Linked DNA regions of Mus musculus: region 2 is linked to region 1. Evidence: chromatin contacts called from public HiChIP or PLAC-seq data. All regions are on one chromosome and are shown on one strand. The core of a region is the stretch at or near the end of the contact, and the rest is flanking DNA. Distances in the headings are between cores, read along the strand shown. Region 1 overlaps Ank1 (ankyrin 1, erythroid). Region 2 overlaps Gpat4 (glycerol-3-phosphate acyltransferase 4).

Region 1 (4,938 bases), core at 1,443-3,942:
AGGGCAGTGTCAGGATCTGTTCTGTGCTTCAGGAAGCTCACTTTGGCAAGGGATGAAGGACCACGAGAGTAAACACCAGAGAGGACAGTAGTGCCAGTGTCTGGGTGAGGATGGCTGAAGTCCTGAAGGGTGATCATACTGAGGACCAATGCAGTATGGTTAAAAAAACACTAACTCATTTAATATTAGCAATGGCCACACATATGTGAGACAAAGAACAAAACAGATTGTTCCTACAGACAGGGAGGGTAATGGGATAAGGTGAATGCTGGCTCTCTGCTCGCACGAGGGCCTTGGGTCTGGGACCATCCCACAGCTTGATTTTTTTTTTTTTTGAGGCACAGTAGGAGAGAGGGCTTAGGTCTGAGTGTGACTTAATGCTAGTGGAACTCACTTGTGTCTGTGTTTACATCAGTATGTCAACAGCAAGAAATAGGAAGCCCCAGGCTCTGCAGTTCTTTCATATTCTTGCTCATCTGTAGTCTCTGATCAATGGATTCAACATCTCCTGGTAAATGGCAATCAGAGAAGCAGGAGGGGAAATGACCTTGACTCTGTCATCAAGACTGGTAAGGCTAGGCAGTCCTTCAGGCCTATACCCAAGGGCATTGGGTTTGGTATGAATTGCTGATTCAACAAAGCAGGGATAGAAAAATGAATCTTGCTGCCAGGAGTTGGTGCTGGCCCATTGCATGGAGGCTACCTGGGATGCTACGCTGACAGAGTCTGGGGTTATGGTGACACGCATGGGCAGGAGCACTGTAGAAAGGTCCCCGTCGCTGGGCAGACGAGCAAGAGAGGACATGCTGGTGGGTGTGTTGTGTAACCTTTTCTGGGTTACCCTTTATCTGTCTGCCTCCTTCAGCTCAGCCTTAACTAGACAAGCTGTGCTGCGGCTGATGCTTGGGAGATGCCTGTCTCTCATGGATGTCTGATGCTAGGTTCTGTTGGATTCCATACACTAATGCAAGTTCTCTTCCCAGACATCAATGTTGTGTCACGTATTCCAGGTTCCTTATTACATAGTCAGTTTAGGGGCTGGGGTTAAACACATCACAGTCAGTATTGCCAGGCTACCTTCTGAGCTGGACCCGAAGAGGCACAGAATGGGAGAAACAATGGCCGTTGGTCTTTTCATTGTCAAATGTGAGCAAATTGCCATGCAGGGTTATCAGTTAGCTCGGAGCTGGCAGTCCAGCTCCCTTAAGCTTTCAACAGAATCACCAACAAACTAGGCTTGACTGCAACAAACTAGGCCAGCTGCGCCTTCAACCTGTGCTATGTCTTTGCATGGCTCAGGTCCTGGAACCCTGACCAGGGATGGAGCGACAATGAGAAAAAGACAAACGTGGATGCACAGCTAAGCATGATCATGTGATCTGGGCTGTGGGTCCCCCAAACAACAGTGCATTTTATTACATACAGTTGAACAGGAAGACCGGCTATTGCATACAGCTAAACCAGGAGGCAGGGTTGTCATATACAGCTGAACCAGGAGGAGAGTGGTTATAAACAGCTCAACAAGGGGGCAGGATTGTTACACACAGCAGAACCAGGAGGCAGGGTTGTAATATACAGCAAACCAAGAGGCAGAGTTGCTATACACAGCTGAGCCAGGAGGCTGGTTTGTTTGATCTCAGTAAGAACCGCTTCTACAGGGCAGTAGTCTTCAGACTGTACACATGGGGGTGGGGGTACGGTGGTCTTTTTCTGCACAGACTATCAGCATTTACACTAGGACTCCAGGACGGCTTTTCCATCCATCTGAGCCACACCCAAGGAAGTCTTTGCCACTCCCAAAGTGTCAAGGTGTCTCTGTGACATGGCTGTTGTCCTTAAACAATACTCATTCCCTCAGCATGGGACTTACTGTCTACAACCTCGCTTCTTTTGCTGGTATAACTGCTTGTCCACCTCTGGTCCCTTCTGGCGCCGCCCAGCAGCAGGTTCCTTCCTGTTCAGGATCTCTTGCGCTAAATCAATACTTGCAGTTTTTAAACTGAAAGACCTCTCTGCATGCATGTAGATGGAGAGTTTGAAAAATGTGTCGATTCATTAAGGAAAGCTTGCCCTGTGCCGCTTTAATTCTGTGTGGACACTCCCATAAAGCTAGCCTTCTGCCAGGGCTCCAGTCTTTGTCCGGTTTTGTGAAAGCGGCCCTGATGGGGTGAAGAATGGAGGATAGAGGCTGGATTTCCACTATCCATTGGGATTGTTTGCTTCAGTTTTGAACACTCACTTCACTTTCAGTGTTCTTGGGTTTTTTGCACATGAAGCATAGACCTGGGCACCTGCCACTGACTCCCACGGCAGTACCCGGTGTTAGGCACTGAGCCGTGTTAGCAGATTGCACTGGGTGTGTCAGGCACGGGGTGACATTTAGTGGGGACTTGAGGATTTAAGCCAATAGAGCTGAGTCCTGCTCTCTGCTTCACTCATTTGAGGTTTGGGCACCAGGAACTTGGTCACCAGCATTTTAATAGACAGGATGTTTGCACAGTGAGCAGTGCCTGGGCGAGCCTTAAGTTGTGGCTCATGTCTTGGCTTTGTTTATTGGAGATAATTGTTTGTTTGTTTGTTTGTTTAACAGCACTGGGCTCCCAGCCATTACTGACAGCTGATGTAGGTGGGGGTGGAAGGCCTGCCTTCAGAACACCCCATTTTAGTAAGCTTCCTTTCCACGCAGTCCATTCAGGGCTCCGGGGCAGCACGCAGGGATTTCCTTGGATTTCCCTTCCTGACACTCACCCAGGCTTCCATAACAGCCCCGAGTCCTTGGCCCCGTTCCTCACTCGAAGTCCTCAGTGGCCTTTTCTGACTGATAAGCAATTTTCAAGCATTCTGGGATAGAGAAGGCCCATGGAGAGGTACAGCAGCTTTGAAGTGGCCTGCAATGGAGGCTCCCAAAACATAGAGAGCTTCCAGTAGAGCTAAGGCAGCCACCCAAAGGCAGAGGTCCAGAGATCAGATGCGGCCATCTTGGGAGTTTCAGAAGAGGGGATTTTTGCAAGGGGGGGGGTGTGTGGAAGCTGTGGGAAGTCAGAGAAGAGAGTTGCCCCGAATTGGCTGTAAGGGCAGATTTGATGTTGGCACTGGAGAGTGAGGGGAAGGGGAACTAAAGGAGCAAGACTCTGAATCCTAGCATGTCAGAGCAGCTCAAAGCCCAGAAAGAAGAGCTTAAAGGAAGCATGGGACCCACAAGGGCCCTAACCTGGCTCTTCCGGGGGTTTGAATGATGTCAGAGCAACAGTGAGCAATAGAGGGTCCCCGGCAAACAGAAAGCCAGATCTTATGATAGTTATAGCAATGCTGTCACCCCAACACTCTGGAGGCTGATGCAGGAGGACTGCTAAAAGTTTAAGGTTAGTCCAGGATTCGTAATTGCATTGTGTCAAAAACTGGGAGGAAAGGGGGCTGACCAGATAAAACGGTGGTTTCCACCAGACCTGATGACGTGAGTCTGATCCCCGGAGCCTACATGGTAGAAGGAGAGCGTTGACTCACACAAGCTGTTCTCTGGCCTCTACATGTGCACCATTGACACACATGTCTGCCACCCTCATAGATCCTTACAACGGTTAAACAAACAAATGAATATATTTAATATTTTTTTTAATGAGAGAAAAACTTAGGATAGGATTCTGGCTGTGGGTAGGGGATGGCCTAGACCTACCTGCATGGAGGTCAGCAGATGGAAGTTCAAAGGTGGGGAGGTGAGGACTCCAGAGAAGAAGGGGTGAAGGACAGAGGTCAGGAAGCATCCATCAGAAAGGACGCTGAGTTTGTGAAGGCAAAGTGAGAGTGGAAAAGGCTCCCCTGGTCCTTGGGCAGCCTGTGGTTTATGCCCACACAGATATGACCACACAAATCATGGCATTTGACAGATAAGGACTCGGAGGCACAGAACTATGGCTCATTTAATCAAGGCTGAATGCCCCTTGTAATGGGGTCCCTGGGCTTGGCTTCTTCCCCAATATCCCACTCAGTTTTCCTGGTCATACTGCCAGAAAAGCAGGCCAGCCAGGGCTGGCCAAGGATCGTCCTCCATGTGGTGGCTTCCCACTGTGACTCCAAGGAGTTGGAACACTGGGTACTGGCTCCGAGGGTGGGAGTTGTGACCCTACGTAGGATGAAGGTAGCTGCCTTTAGGACCTTTATGTCAACTCCTTTCCTGTTCCTTCCAAAAATCTTTATTGGGGCCACTGAGTAGAGAAGTTATCTCTACTTCCAAAACTCAAACCCCAAACTCCTCCACAAGCACACAGACGTTCAAAGCAGCCGTATTGCGGTGAGCTTACTCAATCTGCTCAAGTGTCACCACGGGGCCCCTCTAAGTGGTTGGTTCCCACGTGCATATGAGTGTTAGACACAAAGAGGTGGGGGAGGCACAGAGAATGCTTCTGCTGTATAGAGATTCTGATCATTCACTAAAAGTACCTGGAAATGATTTATCATTTTCTCCCACCTTTCCTCCTTGCCAGTGAGCTCAGGGACAGATATCTATCCTGTAAAAGGACTGTGGTGGTACGGAACTGTACCTTGGACCTCACAGAAGGAAGAAATTAAAATCATATGTACAATGCCTTATGGGATTTATTGTAAGGATGCTCTGCTTTAACCAAGGCATTTCTAAATGAAGGAGACTGTGGAATATTTTTTTTTATTCTGTTGGCTCTCTGGGACCAGGTAGACTGGGAGTATGAGTAGAATTTGGGTGAACAAGGAAGTAGGAGTAGCTTGCAGGAGTGCACTATCAGGAAACACTGGTGTGATGGTTTTTGGACTCCAGTGAAGGGCTAGAATGCTCAGCCAACTCATGGGTTTCTGCAGCTACTCTTCCAGCATGCCTCCTCCTGGGTCAGAGTGGGTGTCGATGCGGGTGTTCCTGGGAGCATATTTTTGGGAAGCACAGCCTCAGAGTGGTCTTCAGGCCCCATC
Region 2 (5,030 bases), core at 17-2,516, 150 kb after region 1:
GGGGAGGAAGGAGGGGGGAGAGAGCGAGCGAGCGAGCTAGCTCATAGCAGAACACCTCCTTAGCTATGCCTCAGAAACTTTCTACTTCCCAACACACAGAAAGAACAGCACCTTAGGGGAAGTGCATCTACATACATAATGATAAAAACCCAATGTTTTAGCAGGATATGATGGCTCACGCTTGCAAGCCTAACACTAAGGAGGCAGAATCAGGAGGATTGCAATTTTAAACCAGTGTGGGCTACATACATAGCCCAACCCAGTCTCAAAAATACAACCTCCCAGTTGGAAGCAGAATAATGCCTACAATAAATACCAATTATGAGGAAGGAAATGAAAAAAATACACCATGTCTACAGCTATTTGCATAGAGTATCTCTGTTGTTGGATTAGTTACCTACAAAATTAACACCACTGCTTATCCTTCTGCGTCTTTAAAACTGCATTCTGCATTCATATTTTCAGTAGGTACATTTCAGTTCACTCAGAAGAGACACCCTAAGGTTTGAATCCCGGCTTACTTCCTTATTAGTGTGAATGGGATTTGGGTCAATTACTTCAATCTCTTTCAGCTTCTATTTGCAATACCTACTGATGGAAAAGTCTGCTCAAAAATGTAAAATCTGGCTATCATTATAAAGACAAAAATCCAGGCCAGCATGAGAAAAGGGAATATCCACTGTGGAAAATCAGTATAGAGCGCTCAAAGCACTAAAAATGGAACTTCAATATGACCCAGCAACTCCACCACCTACCTAAGAGAGGAAACCATTGCACCAAAGATACATGTTACTGCAGCACTATTCACAATAGCTACAACATGTCCTAGTATGTACCCAAATAATAAAATAAGGAATCAACTCAGCTCCCTTCAGTAGATGAGTGAGCAAACAAAATATGGACAGTATATATACGTGATAGGGTTTATTTAGCCATAAAAGTGCAGTTCTCATTTACAGCAACATGGATGGAATCAGAGGTCAATCAATCTATTAAGTGAAGTAAGTGGACTGTGGAGTTTTTGTCTACTGGTCTCTTATTTAAAATTGTGAAGCATGTTCCTCAAATCTCTGCCAACAGTACTAATCAACCAGATCAAGCCATCAGTTCTTATCAACAAATGCTTGATAAATTCAAAGTATAAATATCAGTTATCACTGCAAAGCTGGAGGCAACTAGCTGGTGACAAGCCACAATGTTATGAGTTAACCACTGGGAATCCAGTCCAACTTCTGCATTTTATGAGCTCTAAGAGTTAACTATTAACTAAGATAAACCACAGAACAGAAGCAGCACGATACATCAGATCTAATCCCACGGCTAGAGGTCTTAGGTCTTCCTGCTCCTGGGATAACTTTCACATTTGCTTTTGGGTGGATTAAATGTCATCTATCCAATGCCCACTTCTGATGTGACAGCAAACATAGCTTCCAGGCAAGGCTGGGCTGATTTCACTTTAATTGTTATCAGTAGTGAAACAGAAATAACAGCTTGAATGGGATGCTGCAGGTCAGTAGGAAGTTATGTTTCCCAAAATACAGAGCAGCACTGAGACGAAGTTAAAGGGACTGCAGAAAATCACAAGTTCATACACTCAAAGTCAGCTCAGCTCTGGGTAAGATAAACCATCTAAGGTAGAGTCCGTTTACAACAGGCAAAGGATGACTCGGCTCACTAGGAAGGAGAGTGAAGCTGGGCTGAGATGAGAGCTTTGTCCTGTCTATCTGTCTATCTGTCCCAGTCCCATCCCACCGCCCCTCCCCCATTCTGAACTCTCTAGGGTTAGCACTGGCTAATAAGTAACATGGTACACCTAGTCTACTCCAAACAACAGAAAAGTCTCTTGAAGCGAGGGAAAAAACAAGAGGAGCCACTGTTCTGGACTGAACTGCTTTGTTTCTCATCCACTTAAGAAAAGACAGTATAGGGGCTGGAGAGATGGCTCAGCCATTAAGAGCACTATACTGCTCTTCCAGAGGTCCTGGGTTCAATTCCCAGCAACCACATAGTGGCTCACAACCATCTGTAATAGAATCTGATGCACTTTTCTGGTATGTGTCTGAAGACAACTACAGTGTACTTATAAATAAAAATAAATAAATCTTAAAAAAAAAAAAAAAAAGGAAAAGACAAGACAGTATGTAGGCTGGAGAGATGGCTCAGCAGTGAAGAGCATTGAAGAACACTGCTTTTGTAAAGGACCCCGGACTGATTTTTGGCATTTGTATGGTTGTTGACAAATATCTGTAACCCTTGCTTCTTGGTACCAGATGCCCTTATCTGGATTTTGCATGTATCACATGTACATTGTGCATACATACTATAGATAACACACACATTTTTTAAAAATCAGGAAGGGAGGAAGGGAGGGAGGGAGAGGGGGGGAGGGGGAGAGGGGGAGGGGGGGAGGGAGAGGGAGAGGGGGGAGGGGGGGAGGGAGAGAGAGAGGGGGGAGGGAGAGGGAGAGGGAGAGGGAGAGGGAGAGGGAGAGGGAGAGGGAGAGGGAGAGGGAGAGGGAGAAAGAAAGAGGAAGGGACAGGAGAAATGGCTCAATGGTCCAGAGCACTAGCTCCTCTTGCAGAGGAGGATTTGGTTCCTAGCACCCACATGGTCTATTCAGTTTATACATTGTTATAACTCTAGTTGGGGGGGGGGGGTCCAATATCTTAGGTCTCAAATGGCACCCTGGATGCATAATGCCCTTACATATACATAAGCAAAACTCACATACACAAAAATAAATCTTAAAATGTAAAAAGGGACAATGTGGGCCCTAGTGAGATGGCTTAGTAAGGGCACTTGCTGTGAAAGCCCCAAGAGCCTACGCTCAAATCAGCAACACAGCAACAAAGCAGTTGAGTAACAGTGACTCCATGTTTTAAGTGAGGCTGCTGAATCCTTGTGCAAAGGGTGTTTCTGTTGTTGTTCTAAGGCCAGTAACAGAGCCTGCAAGATGGCACAGGGAATAAAGATGCTTGTCACTAAGCCTAATGACCTGAGTTCGTTTCCTAGGAATGACATAATAGAAAGAGAGGACCAGATGGGAATGTTGATGCACATCTTTAATACTGGATGAAACACAAGGGAGAAGCAGATGACAGCTCCCTATGTCTCTTAGGGCAGCCTGGTCTACAAAGTAAGTTCCAGGACATCAGAGCTACATAGTGAGACCCTGTCTTAAGAAACATGAAAACTGACAAGTTGTACCAACTTCCACCCTCATACCACACAACAGAAAGAAGCTCCTGCATGTGCGCACGCGCGCACACACACACACACACACACACACACACACACACACATTTAATACATATTTTAGATGTCACTAACAAATTCAATGAAAGCATAATTAATGGGGATAACACTTAGCCGCCTAGAGAGGACAGATGAGTGGCAAACAATCATGAAAGGTGTTCCGCATTATGCCAAGGAAATGCAAATTCCAATTATTAGAGCCTATTTTACATTCATGAGCATGTTTAAAACGAAAAAGACAGCACTATCAAGGATGGGATGTATAATTGCAACTCCTTGTACCCCTAGTGGAAAAACAAGATTCAATATAATTTAGAAAAGTTGTTTGACGAAACATGAAGGACCTCAAAGTCATCACAAGACACCCTGAGACAAAGTTCTCAGCATAAAGATTTCCCCCAAAGGGACAAAGGACAGGGAATAAGAGACAAAGACAGGAAATAGAGGACAAGGAAGAAGGGGAATAGATTATTTGTCCCAGGGGAACCAAGGACTACCTCTGAATAGAGAGAAGACCGGCAGGGCCCATAGGCAAATGGCAGTTCATAGGAAAGTGGGGGACCTTGTGTTAGGATGAGTTGGTTGATTTTGATTGGGCATGTTAAGACAGCCAAAGGGGGGATGGGTTTGATGCTGGATGTCAATACTTTGATAGCTGGGCCTTGGAAGTCAGCCTTAGGAGGAGGAAGTAGCCAAATAGGAAATAGACCTTGGTGACTAGCTAGCTTTAGAATGTAATCTGATGGGTTAGCAAAAGAATAGAAGAGAAGGGCAAGGCAAAAACTATTGGTGCCATGTTTGTCATGTTTGGGACTGCTACAACCTGTCCAACTATAATGTGATGGTTTCTGTTTTGTTCAAGTCCAATTCAAAAAAACAAAAAGCTGGGAACAGTGGCCCAGAGCTGAAATCTCAACACTTAAGAGGTTGAACCAGGGGTTCATGGGTTTGAAGCCAGCCTGGACTATAATGGTGAGTCTCAGGACAGCCTAAACTATAAAGATTTTGTTTCAAAAATTAACACAGCTTGTGAGTCTAGGAGTGCCCAGGACCCTGGAGGCAGAAGCACAGACATCTCAGAGTTTGAGGCTAGCCTGGTCTACATAGTGAGGTCCAGACCACAGGGCTATATACATGAACTTAAAGGGTGAAGGATATAACTCTGTGGTAGGAAGCCTGCCTAGAACACACAAGGTACTTCCAGCACTCACACACAAACACACATATAAAGGAGTTGTATATGATTCACTGTCCTCTTGTGGGAGGAGACAGCACAAGCATTGCAATCCCCAAACTTAAGGGTAGAATGAACGGCCAGCCAGAGATCTATGAAGACTTTGAACAAGTCTGTATTAAACTCAAGACACTCAAGAAGTGTGTGTGTGTGTGTGTGTGTGTGTATGTGGCACAATGGTGGGACAACTGTCTAACTATGTGCAAGGCCAGAGGCTCAATCTCCAACACTATAAGCCAAGAAACACAGAAGGCTAATTTTTAAAAATATTTTTAAATACTAATGTATTTTGTGTGAGTTTGCTTCTGTGCAGGTCAGAGGATAACTTGCAGGAATCAGTTCTCTTCTTTCACTATATGTCTTAAGGAACAAACTTGGGCTGTCAGGCTTAGTGGCAAACACCTCTACCCACTGAGCAATCTCATCAGCCCATGGTTTCTAAAATTCTCAGTTGACATTGTATTAAAGGGTGATCTTTTAATACACATTATGGAATCTAAAGCTAACTAGCATATCACTTTTACATTCTTTTCAAAGCGGC

Evidence for each region. HiChIP or PLAC-seq counts read pairs in DNA pulled down with a chosen protein or histone mark.
Region 2: a contact with region 1 is called in a FOXA1 HiChIP or PLAC-seq map of pancreatic cancer cells. The contact joins two enhancer-like sites. A contact is called at or near these places in 1 of 484 Hi-C or Micro-C datasets (muscle stem cells), 1 of 115 datasets of contacts at active chromatin or transcription factors (pancreatic cancer cells) and 2 of 9 other capture datasets (adipose tissue and liver).

The regions. Positions count from the first base shown.
Region 1 is chr8:23,041,624-23,046,561 of GRCm38.p6, forward strand. All of the region lies in intron 1 of Ank1 (ankyrin 1, erythroid), which reads left to right. Among named protein-coding and RNA genes, the nearest start is that of Gm51563, 7.0 kb to the left of the region's middle. Within about 2 kb of position 2,693, at least 13 of the 459 cell types and tissues checked have an H3K27ac peak or open chromatin away from gene starts, as enhancers often do. A contact at or near this core is called in pancreatic cancer cells, where this site is marked.
Region 2 is chr8:23,197,280-23,202,309 of GRCm38.p6, forward strand. The region is part of intron 1 of Gpat4 (glycerol-3-phosphate acyltransferase 4); the gene reads right to left. Among named protein-coding and RNA genes, the nearest start is that of Gpat4, 8.7 kb to the right of the region's middle. Within about 2 kb of position 1,267, at least 50 of the 459 cell types and tissues checked have an H3K27ac peak or open chromatin away from gene starts, as enhancers often do. A contact at or near this core is called in pancreatic cancer cells, where this site is marked.